Regions from separate parts of the Sus scrofa genome. Here regions 2 and 3 are each linked to region 1. A link is a contact called in public HiChIP or PLAC-seq data. All regions are on one chromosome and are shown on one strand. The core of a region is the stretch at or near the end of the contact, and the rest is flanking DNA. Distances in the headings are between cores, read along the strand shown.

What was found. HiChIP or PLAC-seq counts read pairs in DNA pulled down with a chosen protein or histone mark.
Region 2: a contact with region 1 is called in an H3K27ac HiChIP or PLAC-seq map of alveolar macrophages. The contact joins two enhancer-like sites. A contact is called at or near these places in 11 of 47 Hi-C or Micro-C datasets (brain, embryonic fibroblasts, heart right ventricle and 7 more) and 1 of 2 datasets of contacts at active chromatin or transcription factors (alveolar macrophages).
Region 3: a contact with region 1 is called in an H3K27ac HiChIP or PLAC-seq map of alveolar macrophages. The contact joins two enhancer-like sites. A contact is called at or near these places in 1 of 47 Hi-C or Micro-C datasets (liver) and 1 of 2 datasets of contacts at active chromatin or transcription factors (alveolar macrophages).

The regions. Positions count from the first base shown.
Region 1 is chr13:82,302,218-82,304,917 of Sscrofa11.1, forward strand. It overlaps RASA2 (ras GTPase-activating protein 2), which reads left to right. Exons shown (of 24, transcript XM_021069545.1): 8 at 2,194-2,270. Among named protein-coding and RNA genes, the nearest start is that of RASA2, 73 kb to the left of the region's middle. Within about 2 kb of position 1,429, at least 3 of the 83 cell types and tissues checked have an H3K27ac peak or open chromatin away from gene starts, as enhancers often do. A contact at or near this core is called in alveolar macrophages, where this site is marked.
Region 2 is chr13:82,100,595-82,103,294 of Sscrofa11.1, forward strand. It overlaps a transcript of ZBTB38 not described here. Among named protein-coding and RNA genes, the nearest start is that of ZBTB38, 87 kb to the right of the region's middle. Within about 2 kb of position 1,272, at least 23 of the 83 cell types and tissues checked have an H3K27ac peak or open chromatin away from gene starts, as enhancers often do. A contact at or near this core is called in alveolar macrophages, where this site is marked.
Region 3 is chr13:82,069,386-82,072,085 of Sscrofa11.1, forward strand. It overlaps a transcript of ZBTB38 not described here. Among named protein-coding and RNA genes, the nearest start is that of ZBTB38, 120 kb to the right of the region's middle. Within about 2 kb of position 1,361, at least 44 of the 83 cell types and tissues checked have an H3K27ac peak or open chromatin away from gene starts, as enhancers often do. A contact at or near this core is called in alveolar macrophages, where this site is marked.

The DNA.
Region 1 (2,700 bases), core at 179-2,678:
CAGAAAAACGCAGTAGTAGATTTTGGAGAGCTCTGCTCCTGCTGAGTGGAGCCAAAGGAAAGAGTATTAGAGAAGGAACATTTTGAGCAGAGACATAGAGTCGGAAAAGCAGTTATGTCCAAAGAGTAGCAAGTAGTGATTTGACTAAAAAGGAGTGATGGAACTGAGCTTGAAAAGATAAAGTAGGACCAACTAATGAAAGGCCTTGAAAGCCAAGCTGACGTGCCATGTTACCCACTGAATGTTTTTTAGCTGGGAGGTAATAAGAGTAATGCAGTGTTTTGGGAAGAATTAACCATGGTCTGTGGGCTAGATGGCTGAGAGAGAGAGAACAGAGATCAAGAGAATATTGTAGTTTAGGTGTTTTTTAAAAAAAGGAAAAAGCGGAGTTCCTGTCTTGGTTCAGCGGTAACAAACCTGACTAGTATCCATGAGGACTCAGGTTTGATCCCTGGCTTCACTTGGTGGGTTAAGGATCTGACGTTGCCGTGAGCTGTGGTAGGTTGCAAACTCAGCTGGGATCCATTGTTGCTGTGGCTGTAGTGTAGGCCGGCAGCTGCAGCTCCAATTTGACTCCTAGCCTGGGAACGTCCATATGCCACAAGTATGGCTGTAAAAAGGGGGGTAAAAAGAAAGGAAAAAGCAAGAGGGAGGCAGGGGTCTGATCTAAGAGAATAATATGGAAATAGGAAGAAACGAATGAGAAAGAAACTGCAAATGGCAAGGTAACAAATCAGTTATAGCAGAAAAGGTAAAAGAAGTCAAATGTTCTCATGATTTCAAATCTGGAAAAATAGAAAAGTTAAGAAGGAAAACATAAGTGGTTCAGTTTGGGGCATAATGAGCTTGAGGTTTGACATGTAAAGTCTTCCCATAGGAAGTTCATAACTAGGATGCGTGATGGTTATAGATAAAGAATCAAGAATTGCTTGCAGAGAGTCAAGAAAAAGCCAGGGAGCAGAGGTATATAATAAAGAAGAAAAGTAAAGAAGCTCAGTTTTGCCACATATTAAGTATTCAGCTTTGAGTATGTCTCTTAATTTCTGTACTTTAGCTTCCTCATTTTCAAGATGAGGGTAATAAATCTAGCCCTGCCTGCTTCAGAGCAGTGTTCTGATGAACACAGGAGATAATGGACGTGAAAGCACTTTGTAAACTGCACAGCACTGTGCAGCTCTTAGAGCAAAATGAAAGATAAAACCTGGAGAACACCCATATCTCTAAGTTTCGAGGAAGAAGAGGTACCAGAGAAAGAAGCAAAGGGAGCGGAAGTAGCCAGGATAGTGCCTCTGTAAACGCAGGAAAAGGGTATCTTGGGGAAAAGGGAGTATGACTCTATGGTCACTCATTCAGATAAAGGGGTCAAGGAAGGTGAGAACTAAGAATTCATCATCAGACTTGGTGATTAAGAGAGGGTTTTAGGAGGGTGATGTGTGAGGAAGCCAGATTGTAAGGAGTTTCTGTAGTGAGTGGGTGGTGAGGAAGTGGAGGCTGTAAGGATGGATAACAGTTTTGAGATATTTGTCTGTGAAAGGAAAGAGATAGGAAGACCGTAATTTAAGGGGAGAATTTTTCTCAGACTCGAGTGAGGTGAACAGTCTGGTAAAGAAAGCTGTAATTAAAATAGATTGAATGCTTACTGTATGCTTACTGCATCCTGTGTGTGGGTGGAGCAGTCTTAGAAAAGAGGAGGATCATCTCATGCTCTTGTTCAGAAGAGGATGAGAAAACTCATCAAGTAACGACAGGGCTAGGTGAGAACAGACGTGCTCAGGTGGACAGTAGTTGAGGAAGTTCCTGCGGTGGCCTTGATACTTTCGGTAAAAATGTGAGAAGGAAGTGTGAGGGTGGCATTGGCATCTTAAGAAATGTGGGAAAGTCTTCACTGAAATAGAATGCTTTTACTCTGAGTCACCGACAGATTACATGCAAGCCAGAGAACCCAGTGTTGCTGTGTATCAAACTGATAAGGAAGGGTATGGAGGCAAGATTGATTTTGATAGTTTTACACCACCTTACCTCTCTGCTACTTCCATAGCTATTCTTGTATTTAGCTTTTGAGTAAAATATTACTTAGGCATTTTCCTTTGTTTTTAATAAACGCTGTTGAACCTTTTAGGACTGGTAGTTTTGTAAAGTTCAGGTAGTGAAAAGGTATTTTAAAATTCTTATATTAAAATATTTTGTTTATAGGTAACAAGATCCAGTAGTTATACCAGAAAGTCCCAGTTCCAGGTAGAAGAGGAGGACATTGAAAAGCTGGAGATTAGGTATGTGTTTTGGGGTTTTACAGAATTAAATTTTTCTGTGCCAAAAGAAAATCCTAAATTTAACTGAAAAAGGTGAATCAAGCATAACAGAATTCTTTTTAGCAAGTTGATCAATGAAACTTACAAGGGAAAAAAACAAACTTAGAGGAACATGCATCTAATTTTAAATCCAGATTATCTTCAAATTCTGATTTCTTTGCAGAAATAGTCAAGGTGTATTTATTTTAAAAACAAAATGACCAGGAGTTCCCATTGTGGCTCAGCAGGTTAAAAACCTGACTAGTATCCATGAAGATGAAGGTTTGATTGGATTAGCTCCATGGGTTAAGGGTCCGGCATTGCTGCAAGCCATGGCATAGGTTGCAGATGCGGCTCAGATCTGCCATTGCTGTGGCTGTGGCATACTCTGGCAGCTACAGCTCCTATTCCA
Region 2 (2,700 bases), core at 22-2,521, 200 kb before region 1:
AACTCCTAATCCTGAGCCAAGCTCTCTATAGAAGAGTGAACTCTCAAGTCTCAGAGTGATAGACACACACCACATGATGCAGTGTCACTTAATGTCCTGTTATAGGCCATCTAAGCTACTTGGATCCCCAGTACCGAGCATCTCCAGCTTCTGGAAACATATAGGAGATCCTTACTTTTGATCTGAAGAGAGGGTCACAATTTACTAAATTAAAAAATGCAAGCGGTAGCATAATCCAATTTTGGTACAACAAGCAAAGTTAAAAGAATCCTCTGTAGGTGGATTGAGGCTTGTCTTGGTGAACACATGGAAAAGCAGATGAACATCTTAAGTCTTACCATAGGAAATCACCATTTTTGTAATTGGAAAATGATCTAAAATTGGCTTTTTTTTTTTCCTTTTTTTATGGCTACACCCATGGCATATGGAGGTTCCCAGGCTAGGGGTCCAATCAGCTGCTGGCCTGCACCAAAGCCACAGCAACATCAGATCCCAGCCGCATCTGTGATTTACACCACAGCTCACAGCAACACCGGATCTTTAACCCACTGAGCAAGGCCAGGGATCGAACCTGCATCCTCATGGATACTAGTAAGGTTCGTTTTCACTGAGCCATGACGGGAACTCCTAAAAGTGGCATTTTAATATAGTCCTACCTAATAAACCCACCAAGGATGTTAACATTAATTATGCAAAGGAGTGATGAAAAAAGGCTTTTATTCTATTGCTTTTAATTATAAGCATATATTGCCTTAGAATTTTTCAAAATTCTAATAGTAACATTTTAAATGAAAGAAAGCACTTAGCCTGAGCTGTCATAAGCTGTGAATAAGCTGCAAGTCTTTGTGTATGTGTCAATTATATCTCATTAAAGTGCGGGGGGTTGGGGGGGGGAGATGTAAGTCCTTGGGAGGCTCACACTATTTCTCTAAGCCATCTCAGCGTTATTAACATTTGGGACTGGATAATTCTTCGCTGAGAGCACTGTCTTGTTTTCTGTAGGCTGTTTAGCAGATCCCTGGCTTCTATGTATCCATGATAGTAGCATCACCCCAAACAACCACCACCCCAAATGATAGCTAAAAATGTCTACAGACGTTGCCAGTGTTCCCTGGGGGCAGAATCGCCTGGGTTGGGACCCTGCTGCTGTAATCCTCAATTTCTCATCAATGAAGAGAGACCGTGACCACCTGCTCTCTAGCTACCTTAAAACACCAACATTCTCTGACGGAATCAATATGGAGTCTATAAATGGGCTTTACAAAAGCTGTTTTCCTTCAGAGCCACTAGAGGGAGCACTCTACAATACAGAGAACAAAACGGAGGTGGGGTGGGGGTGGGGAACACTTGTTTTCCCCTTCTCGGGCGGACTTTGCTGTCTCTATTCCCAATGCCCCAGCCCTCAATAAATAGCCTTTGATGTTGAGAGTGATAACTCTTAACCACGAGGCTTGAAAGGCTATTTGTCTTGTGCTTTGTGCCATAAAAGCCATTGCTTTTAGATATGGTGGAAGAGTGCAAAATGTTCTTTGCTTTTTCAACATTGTTTGTAGGCAGTTACATCCAACGTCTGTCATATCACTAAAAAGAGGTTATGCCTCTCTATGAGGAGAGTCTGTGGAAAAGGCAGACTAGAGGTGAAAGATCTAGTTCTCTTCCTGGTCCTGCCACTTCTAGGCTGTGTGATGTTGGCTAATTCTCTTAACCTTTCTGGTCATGTTATAATAGAGCTCAGAAGACAGGCTAAGAAGTTAAGTTACTTGTTTAAGGTTACATACTGAGTTAAATGGTCAAGCCTGGATTTGGATCTGACCTTTGGACTTCATGGGGTAGTTCTGAGAATCAAATGAGATGGAATATATAAAAATAGAAACCCCCATGCAAGTTCAGGGTATGGATATGCAGATATCGTGGATGTGAGAGGAGGTGATGGCTGAGAGGTAGCATGGTGGGCAGGGAGAGTGGGGAGAGGAACTCGGTGTATGTAGGTCCACACAGCTAAAAGAAGCTATTCCTCCACCAAGGTGTTATAAGTTACAATAAAAGGCCTCAGTGTCCCCAAATCCTTTATTACCAATGGAACATATGCTTTTGATCCCCATTAAAATGAGGTGTGCTACTTTCTGCTTTTATGAGATATTTTAATACTTTAATGAAACTGAGATACCTTTTTTTTTTTTTTTTTTGCTTTTTAGGGCTACACGTGTAGCAAATGGAAGTTTCCAGGCTAGGGGTTGAATCGGAGCTGTAGCTGCTGGCCTATACCACAGCCACAGCAGTGTGGGATCCAAGCCAAATCTGCGACCTACACCACAGCTCACAGCAACGCCGGATCTGTAACTCACTGAGCAAGGCCAGGGATTGAACCTGCATCCTCATAGATACTAGTCAGGTTCGTTTCCATTGAGCCACAATGGGAAATCCCTAACACCATTTTTTAAACTTTTAAAAAACCTTGAACCACAGTAAGAAATGTGTTTAACAGAGAGACCAGCCTACACAAATATTACAAAAGTCTTACTTGTAATGCCCTTGGAAATTTTCTATTGTTTCCTTTTATTTTACTGCTTAAAACCAGCGCTTGTTCTGGCCCCACAGATGGTGGGCCCTGACTTGCAGCTTTAAAAGCACTATACTCGAAGTTTTTGTGGGAGGAGAGGAGGGAACATAGGGTCCTGGGGCTGGCTGAGGAAAGAAACA
Region 3 (2,700 bases), core at 111-2,610, 230 kb before region 1:
AGATGAATAGTCCATGTATGAAGGTCCCGGATGTTGTTCCTTCCATTCTTCGTGCCAACTCAAGGATAGGAGTTAGAAACATGCCTTCACCATGCTGAGGAAAAATAACTTGAATGCTCCCTCCACTCCATCCCCTCCCCAGTCCTCCCAACTTCGTTAATTTTATTTTCCTTGGAGCAGCGCAAGTTTAGTGGTATGTCTGCATGTCCTTCTCTGAGGGTGTCCACTTTCCTCTGGAGGGAACAATTTGTACACAACCAAAATATCGTAAGCGCTGGTGGTTTGTTTTCAATTCTAAGAATCAAGCTTTAGATGAAGCACAATCAATTCTATTTCTAGAACAGAACAAAGGCATTATGAACTTTGTTGCCATGTGATCAGGCAGTCCCGGGGCCAGAGCTTAGGGCTGGGGTGAAGGAGCGCGAAAGCGGAAGGACACACAAATCGGGTTAGTTTCTTGCAAAAATGGGAAGTGTGTGAAGCTGCCCTACACTAGTGTGTCTGTCAAGAACTAGAAATTTATCCTTAAACCTCTATTGCTTATTTTTATTGAACAGCCTTTGGTACTGAGATTTTTTTTTTATTCAGGTGCACACTATTGTAAATTTAGAAAACTAGTTGGATTAGAGAACCAGTGAAAGGGAGATGGCATGCGTATTACGGAAGAGAAGCAGCACAGTCACCGGGAGGAGTTTACTCCTCACATGTGAGGGCGGATGTTGGGAAGTGGATAAGCCCAGTGTTGACTGCAGGCCGGTGCCCTCAGGGAGGTCTGACCTTCCCACCAGTGCTGAGTCACTGGCTGAACTGCGGTTGACACGCTCTCCTGACTGTAAGGTGCCCTCCCCTCAGCCCCCAGTGTGTCAGGAACAGACTCCTGGGAATTCAGCAGAGGTGCTGGGAAGTCCAGCACAGTCTCCTCCGGGAAAGCCTTCCTCCACCTGATTAGGGATGTGCAGTGCTGTCTGCCTTCCTCTTTGTCCCCTTTTCTGATGATGTCATTCTGGTCCATTCTGTTGGACAGAACCTAGCCTCTGGAACTCGAGGAGCAGGATGAGAGGGGAGCCAATGTAGCCCCTTGTCTGATGACCTTGTGCAAGATACTCAGACTCTATACCTCATTTCTCGCCCATCCTCCCCCTGTCTCTGGATTCTTGATTATGTAAGGGACACGGAGGCAGAGAGAGGTGGCCAGCCCAAATGTTACGGCCAAACTATGTCTGGTGAGGGAACATCTTAAACCATCATCCCCAGGGAAGTTAAGTAGCATCAGGGCAGATGGAGTGCAGCCCTCACCCTTCCAGGACCCATTCATCACTATTGCTCATGCCTGTGTGTGCATGTCCTGTGTGGGTGTTTCACTGTGATGATCTTGGAGAGGTTTCAACAGAAGGCCATTCTTCTCTGAATTCCTCTGGCTGTGTGTCATAAGCTGGAGCTGTAAGCCGAGGCTGGGCTCGGAGGGAGTTGGGGTGTTCCCCATTCCTGGATTTGGGCAGAAAGAGGAAGGTCTGAGAAGCACAAGAGCTAGTGGGAGACTGTTCTCACCAGCCCCTGCACAAGAGTCTGGAGATCATGTGTCCTTGCTGGAGAGGAATCTTCTGAGAAGACCTGTGAGCCAAGACCCCTGGAGTCCTTAGCTGGGTGACTTTACATGAGTCACCTCGCTGCTTGATGTGTGATGATTAAGTGGAGATAATGCATTTTGTCTTTGTTGGTCACAAGGCATGTGTCCCTTTTAGGGGGAGGGTCAGCAGTGGAAAATGTGTCATCAAAGTTTCCCTCTGCTGACCCTTCTCTTTTCCTGAAGACATGTGAACAGCTTGACGTCTGGTTTTTGCTCTTATCTTGTTTTTCTTTTTCCTAATGTTTTTTTTTTTTTTTTTTTTCTCCTAAGTTGATTCTTTCAGAGCTCTTGATGGTCTCGGAAATGAGTTGAATTTTCCTAGCCTTTCATTCAAATTCTGACTCCTTCCATTTTCCCATTCCAAATGCCCTGTTCTCCAACCAGATTCATCAGCTAACCATCCCCTGGACACAGGACAGACATTTCCACCCTTGCTGGTGCTTCTCCTCCTATCTGGATGCACTCACCACTCCCACTCCTCAGATTTTACTCTGTCTTCATATGCAAATCTACAGAAACCCTGAGGAAGCCCTGCAATTTCTAGCCGGCCTCTCCTCCCTTCTCTGGGCCCTAAGTGTACTTGTGACACATTGTACTGGGCAGGGCTCTGGTTGACGGCTGCTGGCATCTTATCTGCCCTGCCTCTCCTTTGTTTTGGGGATGTGTCTTTCACTTTGGTGAGTTTCCAGAGCGCTTCCAGAGCTTGGGGCAGGCTGTAGTATGTCTGTTATATGTAATGGGTGCTGCTTGATGTTTGCCTGAGATAAGGATGAAACAAGCTGCCGCCCTGAACAATGCACCTAATGTTTGTTCCCAGGGCCCTGGGGTTTTAGGGGAGCCTGTGGTTGCTAGTGGAGGAGGGGTGCAGAGAGAAGAAACCCAGAGCTCAGTAGCCTTGTGTCTCTTCTGTATGGAGATTTCACATAATGTTAATTTTTTGTTTTTGTCTTTTTTTAGGGTTGCGCCCTCCGCATATGGAAGTTCTCAGGCCAGGGGTCAGACTGGAGCTGTAGCTGTCAGCCTATGCCACGGTCACAGCAACATGGGATCTGAGCCACATCAGCAACCTACAC